3 separate regions of the Hordeum vulgare genome follow, and all the other regions are linked to region 1. The links are chromatin contacts, called in public Hi-C maps. All regions are on one chromosome and are shown on one strand. The core of a region is the stretch at or near the end of the contact, and the rest is flanking DNA. Distances in the headings are between cores, read along the strand shown.

What was found. Hi-C and Micro-C count contacts between places; a contact is called where the count stands out from the background.
Region 2: a Hi-C map of seedling shows a contact between it and region 1, with 2.1 times the contacts expected there. The contact joins the promoter of LOC123407782 here to the promoter of LOC123407154 in region 1. A contact is called at or near these places in 2 of 6 Hi-C or Micro-C datasets (leaf and seedling) and 1 of 1 datasets of contacts at active chromatin or transcription factors (embryo).
Region 3: a Hi-C map of leaf shows a contact between it and region 1, with 5 times the contacts expected there. The contact joins the promoter of LOC123409924 here to the promoter of LOC123407154 in region 1. A contact is called at or near these places in 4 of 6 Hi-C or Micro-C datasets (leaf and seedling) and 1 of 1 datasets of contacts at active chromatin or transcription factors (embryo).

The regions. Positions count from the first base shown.
Region 1 is chr7H:170,957,773-170,962,469 of MorexV3_pseudomolecules_assembly, forward strand. It overlaps LOC123407154, which reads left to right and starts at 1,849. Exons shown (of 3, transcript XM_045100222.1): 1 at 1,849-1,942; 2 at 3,089-3,229; 3 at 4,358-4,697. The coding sequence starts at 4,512.
Region 2 is chr7H:171,608,131-171,612,827 of MorexV3_pseudomolecules_assembly, forward strand. LOC123407782 reads left to right here and starts at 2,253. Exons shown (of 8, transcript XM_045100999.1): 1 at 2,253-2,371; 2 at 3,560-4,391; 3 at 4,490-4,697. The coding sequence starts at 3,592.
Region 3 is chr7H:170,371,421-170,376,117 of MorexV3_pseudomolecules_assembly, forward strand. It overlaps LOC123409924 (beta-1,2-xylosyltransferase RCN11), which reads right to left and starts at 2,320. Exons shown (of 3, transcript XM_045102796.1): 1 at 1,260-2,320. The coding sequence starts at 1,919.

The sequences.
Region 1 (4,697 bases), core at 599-3,098:
GATTTTCAAAAATTGTTCTTCAAATTCGGAAAATGTTTTTGCTTTTTTGAAAAAAATTGATGTTTTCAAAAATTGTTGTTAATTCGAAAAATGTATGAAAATTGTTCTCAAGTTAGAAATTTGTTCTTGATTTAAACATGTTCAAAAAATTGTTAGGGCTTCCAAATTTGTTTAAGATTTTTTTAAAGTTGTTCTCGTTTCTAAAATTTGTTTTCAAGATTCAAAAAATCTTCATGCTTTTAAAATTTCTTCACACTTTCAGATTTGTTCTTCATTTAAAAAAATGATCAAATCGTTCGCGCTTCCAAATTTGTTTGGAGTTTTAAAAAAAAAATTGTTCTCAAGATTCAAAAAATGTTCAGGCTTTAAAAAATTGTTCGCTCTTCCAAATTTGTTTAGGAATTTTCAAAATTATTCTTAGTTTCAAAATTTGTTCTTAAAATTCAAAAAATGTTAGTGCTTTAAAAATTTGTCACGCTTTCAAATTTGTTTGGGTTTTCCAAATTTTTCCTCTTTTTAAAATTTTGTTCTCAAGGTTCAAAAAAAATTCATGTTTAAAAAATTGTTCATGATTTCTCAAAATTGTTCTTAGTTTCAAAATATCTTCTCAAAAATTTAAAAATATTTGTGCTTTAAAAATGTGTTCGCGCTTTCATATTTGTTTGGGTTTTTTAAATATTGTTCTCCTTTTCAAAATTTTGTTTTCAAGATTCAAAAAATATTAGTCCTTTACAAAATTGCTTGCACTTTTAAAATATTTTTTCTTTGGATACAAAATGAAAATTAAAAAAGGAAAGAAATAACGAACGAAAATAGGAAAGAAATTTAAAAGGAAAAAGGTATCAAAAAAAAAGGTAACATTTTTCCTTTTCTGTTTAGTTCCTTTTTTTTTCTTAAATTCAAAAAATGTTTTGATTTTTGAAAAATATTCTTCAAATTGTTTAAAATACTAAAAGAAAAGGAAAAAAAAAGAAAAAGAATACAAAATATTAAAATGAAAGGAAACAAGCAGAAAGGAAAAAAGAAACAAAAAAATTATTACATTTTTTTAAAACATAAAAAAAGTTGGGCCGGCCTAGTTAGGGCGAGTCCTTGTGTGTTGCACCTATTCCCTGCCACAATGAACGACAGGTAGAAGCTTCCCCTTTAACCACCGTCTGCAACGTCAAATAGGGTTTTGTGTGCCAGGCAGGCGTTCTTTCAGCCCGCCCCTGTCCTGAAGGGCAGTGCTGGTCAAAGCTGGCCAAACGGGTCGTGCTTTCTGGGCCGGCCCGGGTCGTGCTTTCTGGGCCGGCCCGAAAGCACGCCAGCCAGGCATGCCACGGGCCGAGCCCGACACGACTTAAATAGGCCGTGCCAGGCACGCGGCCCGCCTCGGGCCGTGCCTAGGCCTGAGGGTTGGGCACGCGGGTCGACACGGCACGGCCCGTTTATCATTTTATTATTTATTTATATATATATATATAGGGTAAAAAATCTAATAGGCCAAAAACGACCCAAAACACAGCCCAATATACTAAAGTCGGCCCAAAAACAGACTAACAGGCCAAAATTAGCCCAAATAACAACCTAAAATAAAAGAAAAACTAACAGACTAGGGGCCGGCCCGTATAGCCTCCATGCCGTGCCTGGCCGGGAGGCTGCGCCGGTGGGCCGGCACGCCACGGCCCGGCTAATAATCGGGCCCAAGCGTGCCGTGTCGTGCCGGCCCGGCCCGTTTGGTGAGGTGTACTGCTGGTTGTACCCCCACCTCAGGGCTAATTTGGTCATTTTTCACAACGAGGGGTACATTTGTAATTCCCCGTGAATAAAGCCCTAGGACTTGTTGGAACCAACACCTCACAAATTCCCCTCCGCTTCGCCTCCTTTGTTCTCGCTACGGCTCCCGCCACCGCGACGGCTAGCGGGCGCCTGCTCATCGGCGGCCACTCCACCGTTTCTGGTACTGCTGCTGGCTTTTGGTAAACTTGTTGAAATTGTGATCAGATTATCTCACACTGCAGCTAGATTTTAGATTAGTTTCTTCTTCCTGTGCTGATCGAATTCCAATCCTGTGCATGGGCGAGTCTTCCTATGGCGTGGTAGGAGCAGAAGATGTAGTCGCCATTGCGTCATTTTAAAGTTATCCCTCCGGCAGCCCCTCCTGGGTTCCTCCACAAACCCTGTCTTCCCCTCAGGCCACTGCCTCTCACAAACCACGCGGCCCCAAACCCTAGTTTACTGCATCTTGCCCTGCAATGTTTCCCCCCTCTAATCTCAGTTAATCTCTGATCGGGGGGGGGGGGGGGGGGGGGGGGGAGCTGCAGACAGTATGGGCTTGGAGGGTGGGGATCAGGACGATTTTCTTACAAAACTGCAATGCACGATTTAATGAGTCCATTTCTCAGGCAAAAATGCAATGTCCTACAAATCATTTTTGGTACTGGATGTTGCTACTTGTTTGACTGCACTACATGGTGCTGATTGTCTCAATGCAACTGCCATATTTTTACATTCTGTTGGCCGTTCATGTCGCTGATTGTTTGAGTGTTGCTGCAGTTAGTGTTGGTTGTATGTTTCACTGATTGTTTGAGTTCTCTTGTAGTCTTGTAATCCTTTTATATCCTGTTGATACTGAGGTGTACCTATGTCATAGTTTATACATTACACATATACAGGCATTTAAATTTTATGCTTAAGTAAATGAAAGGAACGAAAGAAGGAATATGATGGCAAATATTTTTCTTACCACAATATTTGCAGTAGCTGTACAATGCTTGTTCTGAGAGGATGCCATAGGAATTCCTACGGCGTATCTGGTGATAATGAATAAGGCATTGGCTTAGTTGGTTTTTGCTGAGAGATATGGTAATGATGATGGAGTGGCAATTTAAGCCTGCAGATATCTAGTTTCATCTGCTTCCTGTGGTATGCACATGTATTTTGGTCATATTGGAAGTTCTCATCTCACTCAGTGAGCATGTCTTCCGAGTTTTTCTATAGATAAATAAATCTATATAGCACTGACACGGATGATACAGTGCTTTGTCCTTTTAGGTACTCTACACATGCAAATGCAGTTAACCATAATTTAACATCTTCATGAAAGGACATTACATGATCTGGAAACGGATCCAGATGGGACCGGACTCCTGAAGCAAGTCGTCTATTTGGCTGGCTCCAAGGTGGAATCTGGATCTAGTGTTGAACCCGAAGCATGTAGTATCTGCCGGATCTTGAAATTCCCTGGGTACTTTCTCGTATTACAAATCCATTAATGCTCTTTAGTCTCTCTTATCTCTTCTTACACCTGAGACAACCCATCTGAGTCGCTGCCAAGATGCCCTTCCTTGAACAACCCATGTTTTCACACATCTTACTTTGGGCTCATCAAAAGTGGTCGGACCCTTCCCCAGACCCTGCGCAAGCGGGAGCTACGTGCACTAGGCTGCCCTTTTTTTTACTTTCGGCTCATCAAAGTCCTTCCTGCACATGGGCACATGGCAAGTTTTTCCTTTTCATCTAGAGTTCTCGAGAATGGCATTGTATTTACTTGACAAGATAATCAGTTACTTATCTATTTGTTTCTAGTGGCTTATGCCCCTTTCCAGTCATTCTTGTGTCACTAAATCGCATGCAGTACAGACTATACTGTGGTGTTGTACATCTACGAGCTGGTAATAGCCTGCTACAAACATTTTCTGGTGATAGCAAACTACGGTACTGCATAAACAACTTACGAAGAAGGCTGGTCAGACAGCTGATTATAAATAACAATCCGCTCTTCATTACTCTAATTAGTGCATAAGGTTCATGCGAAATATATAATGTTGTTCTCATGTCTTGTTTTGCTGGTATTGCCTTTTGACGTGTCACAAAATAGATGATCTTTTAGCAGTGACTCGTTCTCATATAGGACTTATGTAGTTTAATACAATGGAAATATATTTCATGTAAAATCTAATATTACTACTTTCATCTTACCAATCTAACTGTTATTTTATCTACTCCTCCCTCCGTTCCTAAATATAAGTCTTTCTAGAGGTTCAACTAGTGGACTACATACGGATGTATATAGACATATTTTAGAGTATAGATTCATTCATTTTGTTCCGTATGTAGACACCTAGTGAAATATCTTAAAAGACTTATATTTAGGTACGGAGGGAGTAATAGTCAAAGTTAAAAACTGCGCACTTTCTAGGAAGCTATCTATTTACGAACGGAGGGAATATATCATATGTGGTCTCATATACTAGGTTTTACACTTGAGGAATCTTGACTTATTGTTATGGAATCCAGTAATCCACAAATGTGTGTGTTTTTAGGTGTTTAATTTTCAGTTACTAAGAATTATTCTTTCCTTCTTAAATTGTAGGTCCTGATGCAGTAAATTTTCAGTCATAGTGTTTTTGAGAAATTGATCCAGATGTGCGCATCCGTTATCTGCTGTGAAGCTTGAGTCAGAGGATACTCATTTCCAGCTGATATCACTTCACGTGAGAGTTTTGTGGTATTTTTTGTCAGTGACTATGATGGAGTGCAACAGAGAAGAGGCTTCCAGAGCCAGGGAAATTGCTGTAAAGAAGTTGGAAAATAAAGACTTCGTTGGTGCCCGAAAGATTGCACTTAAAGCTCAGATCCTATTTCCAGAGCTTGAGAATATATCTCAGCTGCTATGTGTTTGCACTGTGCACTGTGCAGCAGAGGCAAGGGTG
Region 2 (4,697 bases), core at 1,003-3,502, 650 kb after region 1:
GTTTCCAATGAATCATGTGTATTACATTATTTCACTACACCGCATGTTTTTTCTACATCACGTGTTTCTACTACACTCAACATCACAGTATGTGTATTTCACCATGGAGCTCCTTCTGTTTATTTTCCTTCAAAATTCCATCCCTAGTTTCTACAAGAGAAATATTTTTTCTCCTTCACCCTTCCACACGAGCGCCTCCACGTCGACAAGGGTTTCGTCGCCTCTCGCCGATGCTAACGTCGATCGATCTATCTCATCTTCTATGGCATGAGGGCCATGGGGGCGCAATGGATCTTGACCCATGCCGGTGGAAGGGCTACTACTTCGTTTTACACACTTTTCAGAGTTTGATTAGGGTATATGTCTTGCTCACGAAGGCAAGGCGGCGGTGACTCCGTGAAGATGGAATAAGGCTTCTTCCTTCCTAGCCCCGTCATGATGGTGCGTCCAGCATCGTCGGAGGACGGGTGCAGGTGTGTCTCCGGCGGATCTCGTGGGATTCAACCGGTGTTTCTGTTCAGTTGATCTAGCGTGATTCAGTCGGTGTTTGTGGTCTGCTTTCGTCCGATCTTTGTTCATCTGCGTTTGTGTGTCTACAGGTTGGCTTCTTTTGGTCTATGCTTCTCCTCATCAAAGACGACTGTTCTTTTGACGAGCTGGTCCTTTGCGACCTTAGCACACCGACTTCTGGATTTTCTATTACAATACCGACTCCGGTGAGGAAGGGATAATGACAGCGACACATCTTTGGCTCGTTCCAATGCTTATAATCATCCATATATTGTATGCCCACATGGGTGTGTTTTTTGTTTTATTTTATGCCGCCATGATATTGGATGAATAATCAAAAGTTGTTAAACAAAAACGTTGCAATACGAAAAATAAAATGAGAAGAGAGAGACCATTCTTTTTTGGGCCGGTCGGCCCCCAGCCTTTCGATCTTTTCTGTCTTAGCGGTCCGATTGAGCCTCCCCACGCGTTCCTTCTTCCTCCTCGTGCAAAATCCTATACGCATCATTGCCCCTTCCTCCTCTGGCCTCCTGCTTGCAGCTCAACCCGCTGGCTCGTCGTCGCTGCTCACCGGAGCAGCTCGTCGGCTTGCCGGGTTGACCCGCTTGTGCCCCGTGTGGTTCTCGTCGGTCGCCGCCGGTCCTCGTCGCCCCTTCCTCCCCCGTCATGGATGAGCTATCCGCGAGCCTTGAATCTCGCCACCGCTCGCCATGAAGCGGTTGAGAGAGGGGATGCAGCTCGCCATGTCGTCGTTTGTAGCAAAATGAAACACCGGTTGTAGCAAAAATCGCAACGCCATGTGTGGTGTAGCAAAATGCGACACCGATGAAAGCAAAATGCGGTGCTGGTTGTATAAAATTTTGATGTCGGTTGAAGCATGTAGCAAAATTACGTCTTCGACCATGGACGCAACTTTGCCAGCCATGGAGCAGTTGAGAGAGGGGATGCAGCTCGTTATGTCGTCGGTTGTACCAAAATGAAACACCTGTTATAGCAAAAATTGCGACGCCATATACGATGTAGCAAAATGCGACGCTGGTGTTAGCAAAATACGGCGTCGGTTGTAGTAAATTTTGACACCGGTTGTGGCAAATTTCGACATTGGTTGTAGCAAAATTTGACACCGGTTGTAACAAAAATGATGATGACCGTGATGCCCGTGGTGACCATGCAACTCCACCGGACCGTCGTTGCAGCTCTCCCTAGACGCATAGGCTGGGCGGCGGCGAGCTCGCATGGACTGGTGCACGCGTAAGGAGAGGTCGCCCATGGCCATGGCTCCCGATCGAAGCGGAAAGGGAACGAGGAAGATGTGAATCTCAGGTGGGAGGGTGTTGCTGGGTCGTCAGGTCACGTCCGATCCAACGATTCACGTACGACCGGTCGTCGCGCGCCCGATCCAACGATTCGCGTACGACCGGTCGTCGCACGCCGGTTCCAAACGTTTCCTTTTTTTCTTTGGAAAAAAAGAAGAAGAGAGAAACCATTTGCCGGTTGCTACGCTCACCAATGGTGACCGGATCCGGGCCGTGTCGGATGCTTCTCAAGCGGAAAAGGGAAGCACACTGGACGGCCGATATAAGCAGCGACTCCACCTCCTCCCCCCTCTCTCTACACGACGACCACTTCGCCCACCACTCCCACGCCCGCACCGGCAGCGCCAGTTCACCCACGAGCGCGACGTGCGTCGCCTCTCGCGCCGACGGTCGCGCGCGGCGCAGGACGCGGGAACCCCCCACCTCGAGCAAGGCCGAAGCTGCCGCGAACTCCTCTCCTGCGCCAGCTCCCCGCATTGAGCCGCGAGGCTCGGCGAAACGCCACGCCGGGGCGGTCGCCGCCGCCTGCCGTCGCGCCGGAGTCGGTGAGCGTTGATTTTCTATTCCGTTCGACCGCTGCGCTCGTCCGAGCCTGGAACCCTGCTCCGCGATGCCCCCACCGGATCTCCGGAGGGATTCGTGAGCCGCGTGGCTCTGCGCCGGATTTGCTTCATTTTTTAGTTCATTTCTCTGTCTGGATCATTGATTTCTGGGAGTAGTTCCATCGCTCTGTTTGCGCCTGGGATCTCTGATTGAGCGGCATTGTTTCGCTTCCTTCAACACTGTATTCCTGTCTTCCTGATGGGAATTAGGCATTTCGGGGTCGTGGGGTGGACTGGTGGTAGTTTGCGATCCGCATTGACGAGTTTTGCAGCCCTGTTGTTCCCGTGAGCACTTGATTTGCCGGTGCGCTCTTGCTTACCTTTTCCTTGTCGTCCACGGCGAGCTCTCGCTGTGATACCAGCAAGTTGGTTGCAGACTTGAATAGTATTAGGAATTCCGTTGGGGCGGTTCGGTTTGGTTGGCGATCATTTACCATCTGCATTTATGGAGGAATATTGTCCAGTAGTACTAATTTCTTCATTTAAGATGTTCGATATCCAATTAACCCATCAGCAGCAATTACTGGAGTTGTTCTTGGTGATAATTGTTAATTTTAGGCAACGATTAAGACTTGCTGATCTACTATGCCACTTCGTGTGAAGTAGTTAAGCAGCGTATTTTTTAGATCTTTTTTGAGAATTTGGCTCTGTTAACTTTTATTTAAAAAGAAAGAAAGATGAATTCTAGTTTACGTGAAGTACTCCCGCTATCCTTCTCAGTATAACCAAGTAGCAAATTTTTAGATGAAGTTAAATATAAGATGCACGAGACGCCTAAAGTCTCTTATCAGTGGAGAGTGGAGTCTGTTGGCACCTTCCTTGATTTTGACATCACATCCTATATGGAAATGAGAATGCTTATTTTGGTTCAGAAAGTTGCCTCTTCACCTTTTTGAATTAGATGGCTCATCTTGGAGGTGTGTATTCTTACTACTGCAAACAAGTATAAGCCACCATTTTTTGTAGCCTTTCTTCTTCCGACCTGTTTGTTTTAAATTCCTTTATGCCTGAATTTGAATGATGTATTAGTTTTCTTCTGGCATGGACATTTTTCTCATTTTTCAGTCTTATTTGGATAGGCTTGCTTTGCAAACGTGGTTATGTAATTATTTGTGTCTATCATTTCTCCAGGAATCAGATTAGCAAATTAGAGGTATCCTGAAATGGGTGCCAAAGAGAATGGCGAAGTGAGAGATGAGAAGGGAGTTAGATCAGATTATGAACCATCTAGAGTTTCTGTTTCATCACAAAGTGAGGCTCATGGTAATGAAGATAATAGAGCGAAAAGAGCTTCAGTAGTTCCAAAGAAGCTCTTGAAAAAAGAGACCAAAGAAAATAGCCCCCGCATGGCCAAAAGCAGCACCAGTCGTCAAGTTCAAAACAAGGTGCAACAGAAAGCACCAAACAACACTCAGAACAGATCACCAAAACCTAGGAAAGCAGCAGTTAATGCTACTAGAGCAATTGAAGTTAGAAGACCAGATATTGTAAAAGTCCCTTCTCGCCCTCCATCAGAACTGTCCGAGGAGGCAGATGATATGGTTAGTGAAGCGGGAACCATGGATGATAGAGGCAATGAAGAGGCCAAAGAGATTGATGTGTTAGATGAAGCTCCACATTGCGATCAAAGTACTGGTACTGATGATGAAATTGCTGATATTGAAGAAAAGATAGTTGATGATGACAAATCAGTTTTACATCGGAAAAATGAGGAACTACAGACAAAACTTGAGAAGATGGAGCAGGAACTTCGTGAAGTTGCTGCACTCGAAGTTTCTCTATACTCTGTATTGCCTGAGCATGGAAGTTCAGCACATAAGTTGCATACCCCAGCTCGGCGTCTTTCTAGGCTGTACACTCATGCATCCAAGTTTTGGTCCCTGGATAAGAGAGCTTCAGCAGCAAAAAACACTGTTTCTGGTCTTGTTCTCGTTGTGAAATCCTGTTGTAATGATGCTTCAAGGTAAGATAGGGCTAAACTTGATCTCCACTTCGAATTCAGCGTATGAGATGTGGCACAAGAATAAAGTTTCCTCCATTAACTATCTACTGTTGATGTAGGTTAACATATTGGCTGTCCAATACAGTTGTTCTCAGGGAGATAATTTCAAAATCTTTTGGCATCTCACGTCAATCAATTCCAACCATGACGACTAGAAACTTAAATGGCAGTGCACAATGGTTCGATGGAAAATCCACACCCAAATCAACACCAATGCTATGGAAAAACAACTCCAACAGCAAGCCAACTGAACTTGCTTTAATACAG
Region 3 (4,697 bases), core at 1,070-3,569, 590 kb before region 1:
TTTGGCACATAGGCTTACAACTCCACAGATCGAACCATATAGCATATCACCTGCCCCACAAGTTCCTTTGTCACATAATAGGAATTCAAAACTGCTCGTTGCAGCTTCCCCAGACTATGTTTGTTGCGTTTCTACTAACCCCAGTAACTGGAAAACTAGTTAGCTGCAACTGCAATGTGTCATTATTTATTTAAATGTGCATGAGTGTAAGTCCATATACAACCTGCTATGATTCACTGCTTTGATATCGTCATTCATTCCATCTAATATGTGGAGTGTACAGAGAGACACGGACGCCTCTTAAATTGCTTGAGGAAGTAAAATTTGGCATCCATGCACACATGTGTAAGCCAAACAATCGAAATTTTCTGAAGACTAGTTTGTATGCAGTTACCAAATAGGGGCTCTAAGTGCATCACCAAACATCACAATTCGATATGAGTGGCCCATTTGAACTACCACACAGCATAGTCGCTTCAGCCCAATTGTTGGTTCCTTGCAATTACCTTAACTTCATCTAAGTTCCTTTTTGAACTACGCACAAAATTATTTGTTCTATTTCACAGTACACACACACATCTGCATCTAGCACAGATAGTAATTTTATTTATTTGTATGTTTCTTCTTATTACTGGCATGTATGCAGTAATTATGGGATTACCTTTTTTATTTCATACCTAGTAATTATTCTTACCATTTAAGGTGTCTAATTTACATTTAATGTAAAAATGAGTTCGCATCATATAGGGGACAGAATACACACCACTCGCGATATCTGATTCTGAATTTGCAGCATTTAAGATCTAGGATTCCAAATACGATATGTTGTCAGCAGTTGTTTTAGGTAAGTTGCTGGCATAGATCCTTTTCTTTTATGCAGTATACACAGTTATACTTATACACAATTTAGCCACCTTCCACCACTCATCCCATAAGCACGAGTGGAGTGAACAGTGGTGGATATTATGTGAGCCAGAGTAAGATTGGAAAGCCTTTTTGCAGATAGGAATATCCTAGCTAGCCTTTAATTCCTCACAATTTACCCTTTGTTTAGGAAACTGATAAAGGAAATTAATAGCAAAGATAGCTAATCCAGCAGATTCAATTAATTCCATACTCTTCAATTTTGTGAGATTACTTTCTACAGTATATAGGAAGATAGATTGTGCAATAATTCACTTCCAATCAATCACCAAGCATACCTTATATCAGTTATTATAGGTTGCTGAAACAAAGCCAGTTATCACGGCAAGGAATACCTGGGAGCAGTGGAGCTCACCGGGCGGCACGACACGCGCGGAGTCGAGCAGCGCTCTCATGGTGTGCGTCCCGATCCCGTTAGTGGGCATGTGGGCATCGAGGAACCCGGGCTCGACCAAGGGCCCCCTCTTCCCCGCCGCGCCCCCCTCCACCACCAGCGCACCGGATTCGTACCTGGGCAGCTCCTCCTCCTCCTTGCGGCCCATCACCTGGTCGATCGGCTCGCCGCCGCGCGACATCGCCATGAGCGCCGGGTCGAGCCGCACCCGCGCGCCCTCGCAGATCGAGCTGCCCAGCGTCTCGCTGTGGTGGCACAGGAACCACCCGCCGCCCCCGCGCCCCTCCGGGAGGACTTCCACGCGACGGGAGAAGCCGTTCCCGAAGTAGGCCTCGCAGGAGCGCGGCGGCAACGATGGGTCGGCGGTCCAGGGGAGGAGGGACGGGAGGCGCGGCCACGGCTTCTGGGGAGACGGCGCTTGGACTCTCTCATGGGTTTGAGCTTCGGGCTTCCCGGGGTTTGGAGGAGGATGGTGGGGCTGGAGGAGGAGGTAGAGAGCGAAGGAGACGGCGTGGACGGCGAACACGACGACGAGGATGCACGGGATGAGGCGACGGAGTCTCTGGCCGTGGCTTTGGTGGTGATTGCGCCCGGCCATCATCGCCGGCCGCCGGAGTGCGCTCCGCGCCGTCGGGGTTCCGTAGATCCGGGGGCCGTGTGGACTCGAAGACGATGGGGGGGAAGAGGAAGCCGTTACGCGTGGTGGGCAGGATCAGACGGTTGCTGGCGCGGTTGGTCATTCTCTGGACGGCCTCGATCCGGTGGCACATTCTCCTTCTGCCTTTTGGGTCTCAGCCTTTACCAGTCGCAGGTGAGCTGTCGCCGGAGACATCGCAGCGGTGGGCTGACCGGTGTGCGCCTTCTTGCCAATCGGGGCGGCGCGACGAGACCTGCCGGTGTTGCATACTGAGGAGCGTGGTCGGAGCACGGCATGCCTGGCCAGTGTGCGAGTTGGGTCGCCTGCTGTGGATGCCGCCTAGCTGTCGCCATGTGATCAAGCCAAGGGAAGGGCGTCGCTGGACAAGCATGTAAGTATCAATTCCACTGCTCCGTTACGTTCCTTCAAGAATTTTCATTGGTAAAATAATTTTTGTTTGAAGTTTAATTGCGCAAGAACAGAGAGATGACATTCAGATTAGTACAGTTAGGATTATTACGACTTAAATGAAAGAGCTGACTTAAATCTTTAAGTGTGGCAGCCAAATACGAGTAATACTCCCTCCGTTCATAAATACTTGTCCTAAAAATGCATATAATGAATGTATCTATAACTAAAGTAAGTCTAGATTCATCCATTTCTAGGACAAGTATTTCCGGACGGAGGGAGTATTAAGCAACTATTTTTAACGAGTTTGCATCATTTACGATAATCTTATATTAGGCTAATAATTCAAGCAGGGTGACAAGCGACAATGGTGCCTATCGTAGGATTTTTGTTGATCCATAGCTCCGCACTGCACCACATCATCCACCCTCCTCGATCTACCTTATCCCTTCACGCGTTTCCATGGCACCGATGCCTCGTTCTATGCCGTACACCACATCTCTCTCTCCCTCATGTGTCTTTGGCACCCACGTTCAACATCTCATCGGAGTTGGTTGTCGGCAACCTGAGGTCAATCTCCCCCATACGTGGCAGCCTACCATGAGGGACATTCATCTCGGTTGCAAGGGATTTAGAGGGCTACTACAAGCCGAGTTCAAGTGCTCCTGACAGCTGCTCCCCCCTCACACCTGTGGCGGGGATGCAAGCAACCACATCGTGAAGTGCAGCAGTGGTGGTGCTACAAGCAACAAATTCCAACATCGCGACCAGACGGTGCGCGGTGTTGCAACCACCTGCACTAGGAGAGTTGTGGCTGGTGATGCACGACGCTGCGAGCGCCTGCATGGGGAGATGCGATCGATGGTGAGAGAAGGTACAACTCGGTGCCAGGTGTGATGGAGCTGGTGGTGTGCGGTGTTGCGACAACCTGCAAACCCGTGCCTAACTTGCTAGAATCGGCCTCGACGAATTCTGGACACGGGGTGGGTGCTTGGGTTCCCGATGTGCTTGGGAACCGACGACCGATGCCGACATGCAGGAACTGGTGGTACGCAGTGCTTCGACTGTCTGCACCACAAACTACAACCTCGTGTCTAATTTGATGGAGCCGGGGGCGGAGAATGCTAGGAACGGGGATATCTGACGTGCTGGAACCGATGCGTGATGTGCTAGAATGGGCGCCCGACAATGTTGGAACCATCATTTTGGCATGCTGAAACAGGCGTCATGACATGACAGAACTAGTGCCATGTCATGTGGAATCGGCCAACGGCGAAGCTGTGGCCGTGATGTCCCGGTGCTGGAACCAACACAACGATGTGTTGCGATCTGAAATGCCCGATGCTGGAACCAACATGGTGGCAAGCTGGAACCAAAGTCTCCCGATGTTGCAACTGGCATGACGACAAGCTACGACCGGCACCTCGGTTTTTTGGAATCGTGACGACGATGGTGCTACGATGGCAGTCACCACGCCCTGGAATCTCTCTTTCATAAGATGTCGCCCGGTTGACCTGCTAACATTGTTGTGAAGGTATGACAAGCTTATGAGGGGTACCTGGCTGAGAGAAGCAATCGGATATCCTTACTCTACAAGCATGCATGCGAGAGATATTGATGAACACAAAAGAGGTAACAGTTGCAAGGTTCCCCACTTGAGGAAGCAAGTTCTAGCACAATCGAGTATAAACGAGTTAAATGCACGAAAACACTATTTTAGTGTCATAGCTCTCAGAAAACCATCACTTTACAAAATGTGACACTTTGCATCCTACCGAAGACAGTGACAAAAAACACTAGCAGAAAATACTAAGGACTTTGGTGACGTCACTAATCGGTCAGACCCACCCGTCTCGTAGAACTGACAGAATTTTTTTGCCACGTATTCTTCCTCCTATCTGTCTCTCTCGGACATTTTATCAAATACCTCATCACCGCACTAAGAGCTCGCGAGGGAGGAAGTCAGTCGGTGTACTAAGAAATGGTGTCCTTAGCCCCCTGACTTAGGTACGGGCAGTCGTGGCCCCCAGGCAGCAGCTCCTTGCTGGGCTCATCCTGAGCCCGGAGGAAAACAAGACCAAGGCTGAGGCGAGGCGGCAAGGCCCTCCACCAGCCTTTATAGGCGTTCACTCAGAGTGCCCGGCAAAAACCTGGCCCGCCAATTCGCCGATCCACCTCACCAGGGGATTGATTGTCTACATCAGCCGAGGTGTTGAGCAGGCAGGTGGGTGGACAGGGTTGGCAGGGGCACGCGGCCGTAGCAGCAGGCGCATCCGAGTCACAACGACACATGTCCCGCAGCGTGGCAGCAAGATAGAGAGGCAGCTGGGCGGA